Linked DNA regions of Rattus norvegicus: region 2 is linked to region 1. The links are chromatin contacts, called in public Hi-C maps. All regions are on one chromosome and are shown on one strand. Each heading gives the region's core, a stretch centred on a gene start, on an enhancer-like site or on the middle of the called end of the contact. The rest is flanking DNA. Distances are from core to core; before and after follow the strand shown. Region 1 holds the start of C1galt1 (core 1 synthase, glycoprotein-N-acetylgalactosamine 3-beta-galactosyltransferase, 1). Region 2 holds the start of Glcci1 (glucocorticoid induced 1).

The links. A called contact is a pair of places that touch in the nucleus more often than the background predicts.
Region 2: a Hi-C map of liver shows a contact between it and region 1, with 4 times the contacts expected there. The contact joins the promoter of Glcci1 here to the promoter of C1galt1 in region 1. A contact is called at or near these places in 2 of 12 Hi-C or Micro-C datasets (frontal cortex and liver).

What each region holds. Positions count from the first base shown.
Region 1 is chr4:36,893,551-36,900,797 of GRCr8, forward strand. It overlaps C1galt1 (core 1 synthase, glycoprotein-N-acetylgalactosamine 3-beta-galactosyltransferase, 1), which reads left to right and starts at 4,155. Exons shown (of 4, transcript NM_022950.3): 1 at 4,155-4,308. LOC134486726 (tRNA (guanine-N(7)-)-methyltransferase-like) reads right to left here and starts at 4,301. Exons shown (of 3, transcript XM_063286913.1): 1 at 3,493-4,301; 2 at 3,152-3,270; 3 at 363-1,005. The coding sequence starts at 4,287. The coding sequence ends at 3,640. It also overlaps the pseudogene Polr1d-ps1.
Region 2 is chr4:37,271,326-37,278,572 of GRCr8, forward strand. It overlaps Glcci1 (glucocorticoid induced 1), which reads left to right and starts at 2,946. Exons shown (of 11, transcript NM_001177442.1): 1 at 2,946-3,026. It overlaps Rpa3 (replication protein A3), which reads right to left and starts at 2,672. Exons shown (of 4, transcript NM_001106584.1): 1 at 2,543-2,672; 2 at 1,394-1,468; 3 at 401-509. The coding sequence starts at 2,641.

The DNA.
Region 1 (7,247 bases), core at 2,905-5,404:
GGACGAAGTATTACCTTGGCTTATGACTTTAGAGAGTTTGGTTCATGGTCGCCTGGCCTCATGTACTTTAACGTCAGGACTGTACATTAGAGAGTCTTCTTTGTTTATTGGACTATGAAAAGTACAGCACATAGGAAGGGGTCAAGGAGACTTATACCCCTCAAAGACACCCCCCAGCATCCCACTTCCTTAAAAGGTGCTACTCCCTATTTTCCATCACCACCACAATGCCACAATATTATGAATCTATGAAGGAATCACACCCTCAGTATCACATTGCTTAAGGAAATAACTTCAAAGATGCACCCAGGAGTATGCTCCAGTAATCACGTAGGTGTTCCTTTAAAAAAACAAAAACAAAAGAAAACAAAACAGAGAATTTATTAGGTGAATATATTTTCAGAGATTCCAACAGCTGTGATGGGTCAACAGCTAGAACCATATTTTCCTGTAGGACAGAACACGCTGCAATCACAAATTCTAGGTGTGGGTTCTGCACCATCATGAGGGTGGTCCTGCTTGTACCCTACAGGTGTGACCAGAACGTGGGTTTGGTTTTCACTTGCCTTTTGATCTTTCAAGTCCTTTATGCCAACCTCAAACTTGACAAGCACATGCTGGCAGATATTCAAGAGCTCAATCAGGCCCTTTTGAAATGGCTCAACAATTGGAAGTGCATCTACCTCTGAATTCACAAATGAATTTTGCTCTCTGAAGGATGGACCACAGAGTAACTGCGAAATTCCACTTCTGGGTTCTTCATGATTAAGTACCGCAGACAATTTCCTAGTGTGTGGTCCTCCTTGTGCGGTACAAATGTCACACGCTGTCTTATCTGTTCCAGCTGCCTGAACCATTTCCTGGGCTGTCTTCCTCTTGCCTTCAGCCACTGAGGTCTTCAATCGTGATATTTTTCTCTACAGCTCCAGATCCTCTTCTATGGCAAGGGGTGGCTCCAGGAAATTCTCAGGTAGCACAGGCGAAAAGGAGACTCTTCTCCAAGTTCTGAAAAGGGAGGTGAAGAGGGGAGGGGATAAGGCCAAGAGAAAGAATCTTAGGTGTTCCTTGATCTAATCAAGCCGAACATCAAAGTTACCATCACAACCTCCCTGTTTGAGAAAATGGATACATGTAAGTCAGAGTGCTTAAAGGACACTTCTTCCATAAAACTTTTCTTATGCTCACCTAGGAACACATGGAAGGACATAACGACCAAGAGTCTAAGGAAGTAAACAAATTTAGCTGGATACATCGGCACCCTTCAAATTACCGAGACTGTGCTAGAAAGGTAAAAAGGATATTATTCAGACAACTAATAGTAGCTGTCTTCTTATTCCAAGGAGCTTTGATGTGCATTGATACACTTTTTTGAGACATTAAATATCAGACAGACAATACTGGCTAGGATTTATCTGTTTTAAATAGCACAATTCAGTCAGCTTTGAGCCCCAAATAAGAAGTATATTTTCACAAGTAATCATCCTTTCTACTTAACAGGAATGAAAGTTACTGACATGAGTATCATTTCTACTTCCAAGGAGATAACTGCACGGTTGTACAAAGGTAAGTTCATCAAAGAATTGTTTATACCAGTAGGGACTTAGGATGGATCCTTTCATAAAAAAATAATGTGTCAAATATATATGTGAACTGGTATGTGCTCTTGTGGGATATTTTTTGTTTTAGTTTTAGAGAAAAGTCTAAAAAAATAAGACAGAATATTTAGATTATGAGATAATTTCATCTTATATCTGCACAACTTATCTGCTTTTTTGTTTGAATTGGTTTACATGTTTTGAATCTGTTTGTGTATGCATATATTATTTTCATAAAATGGTGGCTCTTTAAAAAAACTAAGGAAGGGAGTGGTCATTTGATCAATATTGTTTCTATTCTCATTCCTTTGTGCCTGTAATCTTGCTAAATGTGACTATAAACTTAGAGTTTATTCTTGGGGGTGTTTCTTACCTTTGATAAAATAATGTTATTCTTTAGCCATTATAACTCTTAATAGAATTCAGGACTCCTGAGGTTGGTTCTATATTTAGAATACTTGGACTTCCGGGTGGTTCTTTTTTACGTTTATGCATGGCAAAATGATTTTTGCGGAGTGTTAAGGCTGAGCAAGAGCTGAGGAAAAAAGAATGGAGGTAAGGATGTCTGGGAGAAAAGTAGGAGGGCCATGGACCAGAGAAAGGACACTTAGCTACCTGCCTTCTTTTCTGGCCGGGTCCTATCCATTTCTCATTCTTTCCTCAATTTTCTCATCTGAAAAGGAGACCTTTGAACTAAAATCACTAACTTTGTTTCAAGTTTCAAACTTCCTTTGGGGAAAATTTTTTCTTGGATATATTGGTGCTGTCTATGTCCTAGCAAATGGCACTAAAGCTGAAACTAAGTAAACTGAAGGCCAAGTAACAGCAACAGCCAGCGTTTATTATTCCTATCAGACACGCCGTTCTGTAGCTTCCTAAAATTACACAACCAATGGGTGGGTCATCAGGTGATCCTAGCCTACTATGGTTGGAATGTGGCGTTTCTTTCCCAAGACTCTTTGGTCTCTATTATCATGTATTAGGGGGCGAGGCTAAGTAAACCTGTTGATTAGGACTCTCCCCTTACCGAAAGGCTCAATTCGTTCTTGTGACTAATGGATTAATGAATAAATGGGCTATTCAGTGACTGCTATAAAATCGAGTTTGGCTAGGTCTCCAATAAGCTGTTTCCTGCCACGATTTCCAGCTGGTTCAGGACTTGATAAACGAAGATATCATCACACCCAGCTCCTTGTCTAGAATCATAACCAAAATATACCTGCTCTTTATAACTTAGTATCTGTAATATTAGAGGCATAAAGTAGATTCAGATAAAGCTTAAGTTTCTTATTTCAAAACTCTTACTTTGAATAGCTATGCTGTGGTATGCTCAGACCTGCCTAGTTTGAACATTTATGAAGCAGGGCACAGTTTTTCCATCTCAGGGCCTGGCCTTGTAGATGATGGTTAAGGTCTGTAGTCCCTAGATCTTACTTCCACTCTTTGCTGCCTCAACAGGTGGCAAACAACTTCCATGGCCACAAAGATAACTTTCTGGTACACAGGACATTTGCCAAAGCAAGGCAGACGGGTTTGCAAAGCTCTTAAGTACTTGCCCAGAAGTGAAGTGCTATACATGAATTCCTCCAAGAGTCTTTCAGTTACCATTCTCTGAGTTTTCTGTTCTTCTGAGGCACACATCTGGTTACACAGCACTCTTCACTATGCCAAATTTCTTGTTATTAAGGATAGAGAGATGCAGTCAGAGGACAAACGGCAAAAAAAGATGAAGGGGCTAAAATTGGGTTAGAGGTCAGCGTGACGTTAGGGTTTGTTCCACAGACAATTTATAAGGCGGTTCTACTTGTAGTCCCTGCTAATTTCGCTTTCTGCATCCCAGAGAGAATTAAAGAGAACACTCAATCTCACCAGAAGGGGGCTGAACCTAAACACTCACCTCGGGGAAGCCAGGACTTCCCAGCCCCCTTCGCAGGAGGGCGGGGCGAACTCCCGGCGGCCAATCCCTGCATCCGCACGTCGCCCTGTCCCCGCCCACTCCACCTAGATCCCGCCCTTCCCCGGGGCCGCTGCAGCAGCCGCGACGTCAGCTCTCCGAGACCCGTGGGTGGCGGCTGCGCTGTAGGCGGGCCGTGGCCAGGCCGCGCGGCGGGGAGGGGCGGAGCGAGCTGCGGGAGCGAGCGGCGGGAACGCGCGCCGGGCCCGCCTCGGCCGCCGCCGCCGGGGGATGATCTGGGCGGCCGCGGGCGGCCCTGGCTAGCAGCCCCTGCCGGTGCTGCGGCGGGCCAGGGCAGCGAAGGTCGAGGGTTGGGGGTCGTTCTCCTCCCCGCCTCTGGGAGGGGCGAGAGAGAGCCGCGGCTGATGTCAGGTACGGCGGGCGGAGGCGCCCGAGGGCTTCGGGTCCCGGGGCTCGGCTGCCGGTGGCGGGGCGACTGAGGCTACGGAAACGCCGCCCGGCGCGGCCAAACAGGTGTCTCGGGCGGCGGGCGAGCGGCAGCCCTCGCGCTCTCCTCAGCCCGGCGTGTCCGACCGGAGGCGCCCGAGGCGGGCCAGCGCCTAGCGGTCCTGCCCGCCGCCCCGCCCCGGCCTCCGCGCGCCCAGCGGCCGCCAGCTGCCTGCACTCAGGTGCGGGCACCTTCCGGACGCTCCAGTCCCTAGTGCCTGTGGCCGCCGCTGGACCGTCAGCTTTGTCTGGAGCCGGTTGATTATGGTTGAAACTTTCCCTGCCCTTCATTGACTTGAGTGAACTGACCAGGTGTGTTGGGGGTTTGCTACGCGCAGGATTGGAAAAAAAAATTTTTTTTTTCTCTCCGCTTTGGTAACAAAGTGTGATGGGCTTCCTAGATGTTGGCTAGTTAAACAAACTGCTTTGGCTTTAGATATTCTCCTAAATTAACTAATTTAAGAGTGAGGTTCGGGAATCAATTCTTTTGAGCTCCATCTACACACTTCTTACAAGCGGCGAGGGGGCTTAGAATGTTTTAAGATCCCTCACATTCTAGAAGAAAAAAAATTTTTTTCCAATCTAGGTTTTTGCATTCACGGTATTGCCTTTTAGTACATACAGACTGAAAGCGTATTCTGAATTTAAAAGTTACAAAGTTAGAACTTCAGTGCATCAGACTGAGTAATAAGGCAATGGGTAAGGGACAGAAATATGGTAATTTACTGGAGGTTGAGCGTAGACCACAGATACTCTGCCTGGTTGCCAAGAAAAAATGCTGTGTACATTACAAGTTATTTGATTCTGGTGTAAGTTTGGAAGTGGAAATTTGAGTTTTTAGAAGGTATTTAAAACTACAGTTTTCCAGCCCCTTATCAGATAAATGTCATATAAGCCTTATGCACACGATATTGTGTACTGTAAGCATTGTATGTAGCATTTCTGCCAGCCTTAGTATATATTTTTTGTACAGTTTAAATGAATATAAAGTTTCAAGTTACCGAACTCTTTTCACCATATGTTAAGTAAAACAGTCATTTAGGCCGGCAAGTATGACTCACTTAAAATTCAGCATTAGTGGAGAACTATCTATTCCGTGTCTCAGATTTGCTTGAAATTTATGTTTTCCTGTATCTTTTTACTCAGGACTCAGCATTTTACAAATGCTTTGTGGTTACTTCCCACTTAAACACCCCTCCCGCCTTGGGCTCTTAAAAAAACAAATCAGCCTATAATTGTGAATAACTTTAATATTAAGACAATTTTAGAATTTTCTAAGCGGTTTAAAAGTACACATCATGAGTTAAATGTTTGGCTAATAGTATTCAAAAGCGTGTGCATATGTTGGCTTTATACTGCTTACATGGTGATTTCGCTGAAATGAAAATTATATTATCCATGATAATATAAAGTCAAGTCTTTGGTGAAAGTAGTGGTTGGAATTTTTGTGAAAATGTATTTATGAGTCAAATGTAAATAGAAATTGTTACCTTAATGCTCCTGTTTACCTATTCAAAAGTTTTGGCTTTTCAGTACAAGTATTTTAAAAACTTTGTGAGATTTGAGTAAAACAGCTAGTTAAAAATTACAGCAAGGCTAAAAGAAAGATACCCATTTTTAAATACTAAATCTGGTGGGACTAAGGCCTTCTTAAAAGTTAAAATTTTAAATTAACATGCAAAGTAATCAGATCCATGTACAGTTTGTCATTATACTTTATTCTTTATAAAGACAAGACTTGCTCCATAAGACGTGAAGTTAGCGTTTTATCTTTCAATACAATAAGAAACAAATGACAAAATATACTTGCGTTTTTGCACCTAATTGAAATGCCACTCCCCTACTGTCGTTGGGGAGGGTAGGATACTCAGCCACTACTGATAGATCTGTTAGGTGTGAAACAGGAAGCAGCTCTCTATGAACCAGGGAGCCCCATTAGAAAGAAGGTGGGAGACACCCCAAGAAGAAACTTCAAACAAATTATCTTGCACCTGCAATGTGAAGTGAGTAAGGGCCTGAGGAGGCAATATTGAGAGATTCTGAATTTGGAAACCTGATTATTTTGCAGAGAAAGCTGTATGCTAAAGCACATTTTAACTATGGGGTTGAAATCATAGAGCTCTGTGTCGTCGTCGCTTGCATTCTTGTTTGCTGTGTTAGTTTTCTGAGGCTACCAACAAAGGACCATTTGAGGTGTTGGCAAAGCTGTGTTGCAGAGGTTCTAGAATCTACTGTTACTCTAGGCTTCTGTCTCTAAGGTTGTCCTTTGCTTTCTTTTATATCACTCCAGCCTCTGCCCAGGTTATCACAAGGCGTTGTCCCTGGTTGTTAGAAATGGAATTTTTCAAAGTTCTCTTGATTTGGAAGCTTGTGACGTGACAGATCGTATTAGATAGGCTATCTGATCAGATGCTTTGCTTTTAGGTGGTAAATAAGTGAAAAACAGCTAGGATGCTAATGTCAGCTAGAGTTTGTAGGATGTCCAGGGGAGAGCCCTGTAAGGAAAGAGTTGAAAGAGTCGTGGAATGAAATATAGGAATGTCTGAGAGCAGAGTGTTTGCAGCAAAGACCAGCAAAACCCTGGTGAGTGGAAGGAAGAAAGCAGAGTCCAAAGTTAAAACACAGTCGAGGAAACAGTATTAGGCAGTATAGAACAAAGGTCATCTTAAGGTTTTGGCTTTTTAACATGAGATTAGGCAGGTGGTAGAGGCTTTTGAGAAAATGGGTGACAAGGTCTGGTTTCAGTTGATAGGATGACTCTGGCATACTAGCAAAAATAGAAGAAAGAAGGGTGGGAGGAAGAGACGTGTTGGCCGGAAGGCTGTCTCAGTAATTGTAAAACAGCTCAGACCAGGGTGGAGGCAGTGGACACAAGCTAACTACACAAGCTAAGTACACAAGACAAACAGTGAGTGCAAAAACCGTCAGCTTTCCCCTTAGTACCCCCCTTGTCAGTGTTCCTTAAAGATGATAATATAGTCTTGATATAATCTTTCAGAAGTGATATATATGAGAAAATATGTTACAACAGGTTAGAAAAGGGGTGTGCCTTTGCCATTGTGAGTCAACATCAGGTGTCTTCCTCAGTTGCTTTCCATGTGGTTTGAGACAGTCTGGTCTCTCACTGAACCTGGAGGTTAGTTAGCTGGTTGGCAGGCCCCTAGGAGGTGGGAGCCCTTGTGGCACTGTTTCCCTACTAACCTTGCTGTTTTTACATGGGATCTGGGTGATTGAACTCAGGTCCTCACTAA
Region 2 (7,247 bases), core at 1,696-4,195, 380 kb after region 1:
TTACCTGAAGTATTTCTATGAATTTCTCTCCTTTTCAGAAGTCGACTTATTTTCACAATCCATATTTATTTAACTGTGGTACTACCAAAGAATGGGGAGATGATAAACCATTATATTGTCATTTTCTGCTGGGGTCATTACTTCAGTGTTACTAGACTGTTCTAGCCTCCAATTCATATATTAAAATATTAACTTTATCGTAGTTTAAGCCCTTTTTATTCTATAACTAGTGGTATTTACTGTTTTCTTTACATATGTGAGAAATGACTAATTTACAAGGTCTCTTCTCATTTTATAGAATTTGAAACTGTACCAGGGCTGAGATTTAAAACCAAAAACATTAAATAAAAGTTCTCTCCTATTTATACACAACTGCTAAATAGTAAGATGCTTTACTTACCAAAGCGATTACAATCTTCCTTAAACAGGATATAAGATGCACATAGTATGGTTGCCTTGGCTGTCACCTTCCCGACTACTTCTACGATTCCAGAGATTTCTTCATCCAGCTAAACGTTGAACGAAATGCCAATTAGGGATTAACCTTTCAGTTGATAATGACCTCGGAAAGTTGTTCTACTTTTTCCTCGTTTTTCAGATTCATTCATAGTTCACTAATATTTCATTGCAAAAAGACACTTTACATTTAACCAACATAAAAATGGAAATATAGCTTGTCAAAGACGTTGGCACATATAACAGAGAAAGATGGGATGAGGATGGTATCTTTAGTACTGCCTTAAGTTCTGGAGATACAGTTACACATTTAAGTTGAAGGCAAAGTCATTTAAAGACACTGAGGATGTTCAGGTTTCCTATCAACACATATCCATTTAAAAAGTCACGAGAAGAACTATATATAAATTTTACAATGCATGTTCTATATAGAGTAACCAAATGATATATGGATTTGTCTTCATAAAAGATCACAAAGATGTTTTAAGCACATTGAACATGAAATTTTTAAAAATTTAAAAATATGTACAAAGGAATAGGTTTTTCAAAGAACAAATATGTATATATAATATATAAAAACAAATATATATACATACACATATGTATGTATACACACACACACACATATAGCTAAAACCAGGCTTGTGATTATAGAAGAAAGAAGTAGTTTGGAAAAAAGATTTTCATATGTATCTTTTGGATTATTTTTTAAAGGAGTAAAAATTGTTATCCAATCAATACTTAAGGGATACTTTCCGAAATGTTGGTGCCCTAAGAATCACTGAAGGTTAGAAATGGAAATAAGACAAAATATGAGAGCATGAATTTGACTTTTAAAATCATACAAGTGCAGCCTTCACATTTTCATCACCTAAATCAGAAATAACAAGAACCCCCCCCCCAAATTAAATATGAGAGTATATCACTTTAAACATACTGGCTCCATCAATTCAATGGTTCCATTCTTTCCTTCTCCATCTGAAAGAATAAACATTTTTCCAGTGGGATGAATCTAAAAAAGGAAACCAAGACAAAAAGCCGTAGATTTAGAAAACAGAATCTACAGAAATGAGATATTCAAAAGAGTCATTGAAGTTTTATTCCGTTGAACATATAGTGATAGGTTTTTGGACAGTTTATTTGGTTCAAGCTTTAATTTTGTTACTTGATTTGATGACTAGAAGCCCGGTCAATTCTGAATTTCTAGTATACAATGAATATTTTCTTAGTGTTCTGTGTCGCTTCTTTTATTTGTAAATTTGGCCACTGTACACTAAAATTAAAGGGGGCAATCACTACCTAATGGAATTCTGAAAACATTAATTATTTAGTAGATCTCACAGAATACCTTCTCTTAAAATTAAGAAAGACGATCTAAAAGAACTGGTTGCCAGATCTGAAGATGACTTCCCTTGAAATTGAGCTCTGCCACTTGATGTGACTCTTGGGCATTTCAGTTAGCTCAGTCAGCCTACCTGTGAAGTTAGACATTCCTTTCACTTAGGAAATGTGTGAATGAAATGACCTAGCAAATAAGGTCTTATAAATGATTTTCTTTCCCTCGGCGTTCTCAATTTCTGGGACTTTGGGCTTATTTCTTACCTATAGGAAGGACCAGGCTGCAGTCTTAAGACTGAACTAGATACAAGGTATCTATAGTCTATGGGAGGGGCTACCAAGAAATGTTTCCTAGAGAAAAGACTGCAAAGCAGAAAAACCAGGCCCGTAAGTAGAGAGGGTTGCAAAAGACAGGGAAACAAGAAGATTCATCAGCTAAGTCTGGCTAAACCAAAAACTAGGACAACAGAGGAGCCAAGTTTGTAAATACCTTTCTGGTAAATACAGAGAGGGGGCGCGGAGCGCTCGGAACTAAAAGATCTTTCGAAACAGTTTTTGAGAAATAAAAGAAGCGGCACCGAAATGGAGAGGCAATGGCTTAGCCGTGGAAAAGCTCTTCTTGTGAAAACTAAAGCAAGCTGGAAGGCAATGCTGCTTAAAGGTTACCTGCTCCCAACCTCCGCTCCCTACCCCGCAGCCATTCCCTAATGGCTGCGGATCCCGTCGTGTCGCTCGAACCCGCACGCACCTTTTCCAGCTTCCCCACGAAGCACACGGGTCGTTCGATATACTGTGATAACATGCTGGCGTTGACGCGCGCTTTGGGGAGTTCCATTATGTCCACCATGATTCTGCCGCCAAAACTCACAACCCGCAGGAAAGCGGACTATGATTGACACCCAGCAGGCTTCGCCAACCCGGCAGATTTCCCGAACACCAATCAGAGGAAACATGCGCCTCAGATCCACCAATCAAATCCACAGGAGCAGCTAGTTCTCGCGCACGCGGATAGCGGAGCTCAATGCTTCCGGAAGTACTGGTCTACTGCCTAGTGACGCGCGGCGTTCCGGAAGTTGCTGTGGCCGAAACGCAGTGGTCAGTGGAGGCGGGACTTAGAGGGGCGGAGGCCTGGGACCGGGGATCTGAAGCGGCCAAACGTTGACTTGACCCCGGAAGTAGGCTGAAGGACCGGGCGAGCGGCAAGCTACGGGCAGCGGCGGACGGACTCTCAGGTAGTTTTCTTGCGGGAGGCGTCTGGATCTTCCAGCCCCACTCCTCCGGAGGGCTGAACGGTCGGGGTAGGGGGCGGAGTCAGGCTTCTAGTCCCGGAATGCCACGGTACCGGTGGTGACAGTTGCCAGCTTGTGCATGGGTGGAGCGGGTGTGTGTCTAACCTGGAGTTTGGGTTTTTATTTTTAAGCGAGTTCTACCTGAAGGGAATCATCATCAGTCTTTATCCCCTCCCTCAGGAGGTTGTTGCTAGGAGACAGGTCCATTTCTGTAGCACTTCGTGTAATGTACCTGCCTACTTCACCCACAGGCAGCAAGAGGTGCTGCTCCTTTCTTTACCTTGGACCTTTGCTAGCCTTGGCGGTACGGAGGTGTCCATTTCCTTACCTACTGCGGGCGAGCGTGCATTGGGGCTGCGGTAGAGGAGGACCACTGGGCAGGATTCGAGGAGACAGGCATCACACCAGCTGTTGGACCTAAGCTAGTGCTCCTCCACTGGCGTCACATTTTCTCTTTATGCAGATGAGGGGTTGACTGTTTGTAAGGCCCTAGCTAACTCTAATTTTGGGTTGTAATATTATTATCTAGTTCCCCGAAGTACTTTGAGCCGGCTGACTGAAAGATGTATTCCAAGTGTATTCCAAGATTTGAAGAAAATTGTGGGATGTGTTCCTGGTTCATAGAGTGACTGGAAGCTGGTAGCTGTTGCTTTTTAGTGATTTCACCAGCAAGGGATTGGTACTGGGAAATTTCAAAATGAATGCACATAAAAATACCTTCAAAAGAGGTTGCAGAACTTAGAACATAATTTTAATTGAGTCTCATAATTATGTGGAACAGTGTCTGGATTTTTCTAAAGCCACGGGTTTATAAGCCTTCAAATTCAGGGTCCTAATTGGAGTTCCAATGTAGTTCCTGTTGTTGTTGCCTTAAGTAATAAAATGCAAAGATCTGGTTTGAGATTTTTATATGTCAGTTTAAGAGTGAAATCCGATCTACCCTATTTAAATGATTGTTAGCTCTTCCTAGTGTTTATGTAGCATTTAATATGTTCGTCTTAATTCTGTTGTTAATAAAACAAGTTTAAAGAATTTCATTAGTTGTGGACTGCATTTCCTTTGGGTGCTGGAAAGTCGGTATTGAAGCATTCAGGCTACACCACTGCTTTTTCTACCCTGGTGCATAGCACCCTGTAAGTTACCAGTTGAGTTCCAGTTTACATTCTCTGTGTGCTGCAAGCAAATGGTACCCTGTCTTCAGCCATAGGTGCTTACCTTCTACTCATGGTGGACAACTAAGAGCATGGTAGTAAATTGTGTTGTTAGGGTGCCTCTGGGGCACCCTTCTCAATAACTCCTAGGGAGGTATATCACATCTTTCCAGCCCTGAGATTCTTGTTTAGTAACTCATGCCTTTAGGGGAAGCATTCTTCACCCTTGTAGGGTACCTCCATTTAAACTCCTTTTAAACCCAGTTATACATTTCAGTTAGCTTACAAAGTAGTAGTTTCCTTGAGGCCTCTACATACAGCCTTAGTCTTGGTTAGCCCACCTGCTTTACCCCAACCTCCTGTTCCCATCTCCACTTAAGCCTTTTATCCCTAATATTCTCCCCCAACAAACTACTTTTATAGCACACATGTTCTACTATCCCTTCTGATCCTTAAAATTCCTCTATATCCATCTTTGGCCTTTTGTAGCTTCCTGACCTCTAAGGACACCAACAAGTAAGCACACAAGTCTAAAATCTTAAAGCTAGGATCCATATGTGAGAGAACACATCATGTTTGTCTTTCTTGGCCTGAATTACCTCATTAAGTATGAAACTATTTTCCAGTTCCTTTAATTTTCTGGTAAATTTCATAATCTTGTTTTTTCCTGTTCAGCTGAATAAAACTTGATTATGTATATGTAAACATCTTCATTATTTGTTCCTCAGTTGCTGGGCATTCAGGACGATTCCATTTTCTCACTATTGTCAATAAGCAGCAATGACATGGATACTGGAATATCTCTGTAATAGGATATAGAGTACTTTAAATGTAAACCCAGGAATGGTATTGCTAAATCATGTGGTAGTTTTCTTTCAGCTTTCTAAGAGACCTCCTTCTTATTTATTTTTCTGCTGCTATCACAAAACATCCTGACCAAAACCAACTTGTACAGAAAAGGTTTGTTTGGCTTATATATCCTGAGTCATAGTCCACAGAGGGAAGCCACGGCAAAAACTCAAACCATGCTTCTGGAAGTGGGAGCTGATGCAGAAGCCATAGAGGAGTCTTGCTTATTGGCACACTCAACCCCTTCTTACAGAACCCAGGCCCACCAGACCAGGGGTGCCCTACTCACAATGGGCTGGGCCCTCCCACATCAAGTATTTATTAAAAAAATATTCTGTGGGCTTGTTTACAGCCCAATCTTATAGAGGCATTTTTTTCAATTATGATCCTGTCTTCTTAGATGACTCTAGCTTTGTGTCAAATTGACATAAAATTATCGAAGACACTTAATAGTGACTTAGTAATTTATATTCCAATCATCAGTAGATAAATGTTTACCTTTCTTGGCATCCTCTCAAGTGTTTTCTTGATGGCAACCGTTTTGACTGGAGTGAGATGGTATCTCAAGATAGTTCTAATTTCCATTTTCCCTAATAATGTTGAACACCTTTAAAATATTTATTAGCCACTTGTATTAATTCTTTTGGAAATGCTCTATTCAGTTCTACAGCACCCGTTTGATTTGGGTTGCTTTTGTGAATTATTCGTATATTCTAAATACTAATTCTATGTTGGATAATATAACTAGCAAAGATTTCTCCCACTTTGTAGCTGGCTCTTCATTCACTGGACAGTTTCCTTTACTATACAAAACATTTCTTTCCTCCAGAGTCCCATTTGTTGCTTATTAGTCTTATCTCCTTCGTGATAGAAATTCTATTCAGAAGGTCTCTACTATATTGAATTGAACTCCCTACTTTTTTCTTTAGTGCTTTCATAGTATCAGGTATTGTATTGAGGCCCTTGACCTGTTTAGCATTGACTTTTTGTGCTGTGTAGGAAGTACAGATCGAGTTTCATTCTTCCTCATACACAGATTCCCTGCCACCATTTGGTAAAGATGCTAGCTTTTCTCTAGTGTATGTTTTTGACATATTTGCTACAACTCAGATGGCCGTAGTTGCATTTTTCTGCTATTCCATTGATGTATGTGTGTCTTTCTGTGTAAATGCCGTGCTTTTTTCATTACCATGGTTCTGTGATGTAACTTGGAATCAGTTGTGGAGAGACTTCTGGTAGTATTCTTTTTGTTCAGGATTGCTTTGGCTATACAGGGTCATTTGTGCTTCCATAGGATTTTAAGGTTATTTTTCCACTTCTGGGAAGAATGTTGCTGGAATTTCCCCACATATTACATAGAATTTATAAATTGCTTTTGGGGTGGATAACCATTTTCACAATATCAATTCCTCTAGTCTATGAACCTGGGAAGTTCACCTGTGGATGTAAAAACCACAGTTCTCATGTTAAGGAGAACAAGACAGATATTATTCTCAAGTCAATATCGGTGATCATGGCCCAGGAACACATATGTAGGCTACCTCCAATTAGAGGTTCCACCATAGAAGCAGTTTCACAAAGTTTTTATAGTTTTACAGAATAATGACATAAATCAACTTTACATAAACCAACTTTAAGGCAACTTTAGAATACATTGGTGGCTACAAAAAGATCGGGGAGCTTTTTATAAGCCTAAGATAATGTCTGGTGGCATTTTTAGCTCTTAGGTGGGTGGAAGCTAGTGTTCTGCTAAGTTAATAGATTCTAAAAGGTTTGTATTTATTATCCCGAGGTGTTAGTCACATTCAGAGTTGGGCTGACTGGTCCAGAAGGTTAAAACTAGCTCAAGAGAAGTAATTAATCTCTAAATCTACAAAATTCTAATCTCTCACAATACTTAAGTAAGTTCATCAGTCTCTGCAGACACAAACTCCTTCCAGGAGTTTTTGTTAAAGCCAGACACAGCTTCTTTTCAGGAATTTTCATTCACACTTCTGTCCTCGATTTCACTCTTGAGTGTTTTCAAGTTTTCATTAGAGAGATCCTCCACATCATTAGTGAGGCTTATTCCAAGATCGGTTGTTGCTTTGCTTTGCTCTTATGGATGGTGTTGTTTTTTCTGGTTTTGTTCTTAGTATGCTTGTCATTGTTAAAGAGGAATGCT